Linked DNA regions of Bos taurus: region 1 is linked to region 2. A link is a contact called in public Hi-C data. All regions are on one chromosome and are shown on one strand. Each heading gives the region's core, a stretch centred on a gene start, on an enhancer-like site or on the middle of the called end of the contact. The rest is flanking DNA. Distances are from core to core; before and after follow the strand shown. Region 1 holds the start of KANSL1 (KAT8 regulatory NSL complex subunit 1). Region 2 overlaps MAPT (microtubule associated protein tau).

Region 1 (2,829 bases), core at 304-2,803, 180 kb after region 2:
AGACTAAAAATAATCCAAAAATAAGCATATAGTTTAAACTATCTGGACACAGATTCAAAGTACTATTTGCCTCACCATCTTAAAAAGATGTAGAAAATAACTGTTCCTTTTGGAAAAGGACAAATGTGTGTGGTGTATGATCTCCACAGGTATGAAGAAATATATTTTTCCATAAAATTGGATTAAATGTGTAACACATATTTCAGATAATATAAAACTGCTTATTAGAATTATTTCTCAGATAGAAAAATGATTATCCAGGGTTACTTCATAAACACTATTAAAAAGTGATTTTTTATCTGATCACTAAAAAATGCCCTTGCCACATTTAGTTTTAATAAATTAAACCCTCTCTGATCATTTTGATTGTCCTAAATTTTCTCGAGTTTAAGTTGCAGAGCCCATTCTATGTGGAAAAATAATAGCCATTCTTGACTCAAGTCCTACAAATAAAAGACCCTTCTTTCCTAGAAATCTTTAATAACAGGCCAAACAATTTTGAGCCAAGTTTGTGTGGAGGTAGGAGGATGGATTAAATGACCTCTTGTAGGATTCGTGCTCTCGTCCTAGGCCTGAATGAAAATTCCAGCTTAACCAGTTACTGCTTCGCTTAAAATGGAGGCTTGCCCGATTAGGGACAAAAATAACAGCACCCACCTCTGTAAAATAAATTTTTAAAAATTCAAAGCCTACAGTACCCTCATTTTTAAGAAAAATTAAAAATAAAAACCTCTGGAGTGGATTTGTTCCTGCTATGCGTTTGTCACTTCGGCGTCGAAGACTTGGCATCACTTTCCTTACGCTCGTCGGATTTTTTTTTTTTTTGGTTGGGGGAGGGTTGGGGGGAGTTTGACTTCTGACCCAGGTCCGGGGAGGATTTAAAAGCCCCTCCATAATCCCTAACGCAAGAGCTAAGGGGCGAAGAGAAAGGGGAGAGCCCGAGTTCCCACCCCTCCCCCCACCCTGGACCCCAGTCCCAAACCGACCCCCCTTCCCGCAGTGAGGCGACTCCTTCTGCCCCAAACCCATTGTTAGGGAGGGGGCGAAAGGGAGAGGGGGCTCAGGGCAGGGCGCCGGCGGCCGTTGCTCCGCTCGCTTCTGGAAGGGGGCGGCCCGCGGGATGCAGCTTCCCTTCCTCTCCGCGTCGGTCCGTCCCACCTCGGCTCGGCCTGGCGCCCCGGGCTGTGCTCGGCGCCCCCCGCCCCGGGCCCGGCCCAGCCCGCCCCCCGAGTACCAGGCCCCCGACCCCTCTGCCCGCAGCCTGAGGCCCAGGCCTGCGGGTGGGCGCGGGGAGGGGGTCCCTATGCCCCACACACGCGTCCCCGCTCCCCCAGCCCAGTCGCTTCCAGGGCCCTCGGCGGCGCCCGCTCCCCGGGCCCGTCGGCCCCCCGCCTCCCGGCCGGGCCGCCCCCTCGGGCTCCCGCCGTTGGGGCCGCCTCCCCTTCCCCACCATCACCCCTACCGACTCGTGCCCCCACCCCCCGGGGCACCAGTGCCAACGGCGGCTCCCCCGGCCCCCGGACCTACCTGCACAGCTCAACCAAGCCTAGAAGTGGGGGCGGGGAATCTTCCGCCCTCCTCTATCTCTCATTGGCCCTTCCGAGGGACATAGGGGTCTCTATTGGCTGGCGGCGAATGTCCGTCAGAGTGGTGGGGCGGGACAGAAGGGGAGAGGGATGCTGGTGCCTTGGCGTCTCTGTCTCTGTGTATCTCGCTGTCTCTGTCTCGGAGCTTGGAAATGAGAGACATTTGGATGAGAGGACTGGAAATGGGCCTCAGGTGGCAGGAATAGAAATAGGAATCCTGGCAGAGCTTCCCGCAAGTCTGTCACTCCGAACCCCCTACCTAAGTCCCCTTTAGATCCTCTTCCCCATCACCCCCAACCCCGGCCCCTCACCCTTGTAGGTTCTTCATCCAGGAAGCGATGTGAAGAAAACTCGAGGCCGGAAGGCCACAGAGGGAGATTTTATATATGTATATAAAATACACACATACAAATACTTATATAGAAAGTCAACCAGATATAAGGTCACAAGGGCCTGGAGAGGAAAGGACACACATCTCACAGACAAGGAAGGACTTGAGATATAGCCAAAATAAAGAATAAAAAATCACTCTAAGAGCTGGTAACGTGGTTTCCTTCTAGGAGGGGAGCTGAGGGGATCAGGTGTGAGGAAGATTTACATTTAACTATATATCCTTTTGTATCTTTTTATTTTAAAGATTTCGATTTTTTCCTTTTTTTTTTTTGAAATTACGTGGCTTAAATTTTAAAATAACTATAAGGTGGCAAAACCAGGGGGACAGTTAAAATGGTGGTCCGGACAAAGAGGGACAGCATGTACATTTGTTGAGGAATTTTAGTTTTTAGTATGTTCATTTCAGGATACCAGGGGTAAAACCAAGTAGAAGCGTTCGGGGACAACTGCAGTTATGGAATTCAGGAGGGGGTGGATAATCTGGGGAGATGATAGAGTTCTTCACATAAATATGGCAATCAGTGACATGCTAAAGGATGAACTCCCCATAGAAAAAGACATCCACAGTAAAGTAAGGAGTGTGAACAGAAAGACGGTTGGTGAGATAAAAACACACAGTGAAGAGGTATGAAAGTTAAGGGAGGAAGGGTCTCTGGAAAAATAAAACAGTAAAACTATGAGAACCTCACAGATGGTACGACTCATTTCAGGGACCCTCTTTAGCCTCATGCAGTAAGAATGAGAGCTTGCCATACACCTGAAACTAACAGCATTGTAAATCAACTATACTTCAATTAAAAAAAAATTTTTTTTAAATTAAAAACCAAGAGTGAAAGCCAAGAGAATACTC
Region 2 (2,700 bases), core at 137-2,636:
TCAAAGCTGGCTGGCTGGGGACCTGGGCCCTCCCCGTGTCTCCTCCAGCCTCTCTTTCCACACTTTGATCTGCAGTCTGGCAAAGTGCACATGCACAGCGACTGACAATCCCACTTCCAGGAGACACGGTGCATATGTGAAATGATGTGAGTACAAGGGTATTCAACACTTTCCACACAGCATTGTCTGTGAGAGCAAAAGATTGGAACAACCTAAATATCTACCCACAGGGGAGTAGATACATTTTGGTACATCTGCTGTGATGGGAAAGCAAGCAGCCTCAACAAGCAGTGAGGGAGCTGTGTAGGGACAATGCAAGGTATTAAACCTAAACACCAGAGTGCGAAGCATGTGGATACTGTTGCCATATGTATGCATATATGTACACGTATATGTATTTTTTTCTCTACTCACACATATAGGTTTGCATGTGTGGGCTATTCCTAGAAGGGTACACCAAAAACCCACAATGGTCACTGCTTCTGGAGAGGGGGCCTGGGGGGCTGGCTGGCAGGTGACTAGGATGCTGCAGCTTAGCTGTTGGGAAGCCATGAAGCCGTCATGGCCACCATGGCTCCCTCCCTCCCAAGGCCAGCGGGGGTCACCCGACCCAGCTCTCCTCCTTAGCCTGCCCGCTCTTCTCTTACAGATCGAAACCCACAAGCTGACCTTCCGCGAGAACGCCAAAGCCAAGACCGACCACGGGGCGGAGATCGTGTACAAGTCACCGGTGGTGTCGGGGGACACTTCCCCCCGGCACCTCAGCAACGTGTCCTCCACCGGCAGCATCGACATGGTGGACTCGCCGCAGCTCGCCACCCTCGCTGACGAGGTGTCCGCCTCCCTGGCCAAGCAGGGTTTGTGATCAGGCCCCGGGGCGGTCAATAATCGTGGAGAGAAGAGAGTGAGAGTGTGGGAAAAAAAAGAATAATGCTCTGGCCCTTCGCCCTCTGCCCTCCCCCAGCTGCTCCTCACAGATCGGTTCCTCGGTTAATCACTAACCTGCTTGTCGCTCAGCTCTGGCTCGGGGCTTCCAAATCAGTGACCGGAACAGAGCCAAGTTCAGCTTCCCAAATTGATGGGTGGGCCAGTCCTAATAAAGTATTTTTAAAAACACTCCAAAAGAGGGCCCCACCCGGAATTTCCTTGGGCAGTTACTTTGATTCTTTTTTTTTCCCCCTCTGAGTGGAAGAGAGAGAAGGGAGGCTCTGAAAGCTGCTTCCGGGGGCTCTCCAGGCCTGGGGGCGGGGGTGCCCCGTTCTGGGGGTGTGCCCGAGGCAGCAGTGGCAACAAGGGACTTGAAACTCGGCACATGGGTGGAGCCACAGGCGCACGGGGCCGCCTTTGGAGCCGGACGGGCTGGGCGGGGCGGGGCAGGGGGCGGGGCGGGAAGCGGAGGGGCCTGTGCGGGGCGGGGACGCTGGGGCCTGCCTGGAGGGCAGCGGGCTGGGCACAGCCTCCACCACCCGCCGCAGCCTCGGGCCAAGCGGCGTCCCGTTCTTGGCGGCTCGGGGTCGGCGGAGGCCTACCCTCTGCGGGGAGAAGGGACGGGGCAGGAGAAGGAAGGTGATGGGAAGGACGTCGTGTGGGTAACCTCCTTGGAAAAGACCACCGAGCGCTGGCCTCTTCCTTGCTTCTCGCAGGGTGGGTGGGGGGTCCTGAGCTGAGGGGCTTCGCTCCGCCCCCTAGAAACCCCGTTTTATTGAGTTCTGAAGGTGGGAACTACAGCCGCGTTTTTGGCCACCTCACAGATCTGGGACTTAGGGCTAACCAGTTCTCTTTGTAAGGACTTGTGCCTCTTGGGAGCACCTGCCTGTTCCCAAGCCTGGGCCTCCGGTCCTAAACCTCTCCTCCTTCCCACGGCCATGCAGCCCTGCGTCTGCCCCCACCACGCCTGTGTGTCTGCCGTGCGGAGCCTGGTCACTGCCTGTCCCCTCACTACGTCATGCTGTCCCGAGTTCCCCGCCTCGCCACCCACCCCTTCTCGGTAATGGACATTGTTCCGATGGGGCGACACCTGCTCTATACCAAGGGGGAAGTCAAGGAGGGCGAGGTCCAGACACCGGGACCTCCATCTCTCTGAGTTATAGGCATCCAGCTGTGTCCCTCACAATGGCCCCCACCACCGTACTCAGTTCCCTGCCCCCACCGCCATCAGAGTCGCAAGCCAGGGTGGGGTTCGCAGTGACCCTGGATGTTCATGCCTTGTCTGGGCCCAGTCCCCGTCCAGTGCTGAGCTGGCAGCAGGCTGGCCGTCCCGGATGCCAGAGATGGCACTGGGGCAGGCGGGCAAGACCACGCCCGCGTTGTCCCCCACTTCTGCCCCAGCTTGTGACTGCCAGCCTCTTGGAGCCCAGGCGTTGCTCGATCCCAAGTCTGTGTCATCGGCCCTCTGCACCCCAAAAAGTGAAACGTGCCCCCTCGGAACTGGTTCTTCCCCCCGACCCAGCGGGAAGCAGGGTGGTCTGTCGTGGAGCAGCTGAACATATACATAGATGTCGCCCTCCCCTCCCCGTCCACACCCTGTCGCCTTGTAGTCTGATTTGTCTGTTTATGCTTGGATTCACCAGAGTGACTATGATAGTGAAAAGAAAAAAAAAAAGGACGCATGTATCTTGAAATGCTTGTAAAGAGGTTTCTAACCCGCCCTCGCGGGAGTCCCAGGTGTCTCTCACCCCACAGCGGGGACTTGGATCCAGA

The links. Hi-C and Micro-C count contacts between places; a contact is called where the count stands out from the background.
Region 1: a Hi-C map of an unstated tissue shows a contact between it and region 2, with 2.8 times the contacts expected there. The contact joins the promoter of KANSL1 here to the enhancer-like site in region 2. A contact is called at or near these places in 2 of 11 Hi-C or Micro-C datasets (skin fibroblasts and an unstated tissue).

The regions. Positions count from the first base shown.
Region 1 is chr19:46,178,341-46,181,169 of ARS-UCD2.0, forward strand. KANSL1 (KAT8 regulatory NSL complex subunit 1) reads right to left here and starts at 1,554. Exons shown (of 15, transcript XM_059878568.1): 1 at 1,528-1,554.
Region 2 is chr19:46,002,460-46,005,159 of ARS-UCD2.0, forward strand. MAPT (microtubule associated protein tau) reads left to right here. Exons shown (of 12, transcript NM_174106.2): 12 at 650-1,120. The coding sequence ends at 865. Among named protein-coding and RNA genes, the nearest start is that of MAPT, 50 kb to the left of the region's middle. Within about 2 kb of position 1,387, at least 73 of the 102 cell types and tissues checked have an H3K27ac peak or open chromatin away from gene starts, as enhancers often do. A contact at or near this core is called in skin fibroblasts, where this site is marked.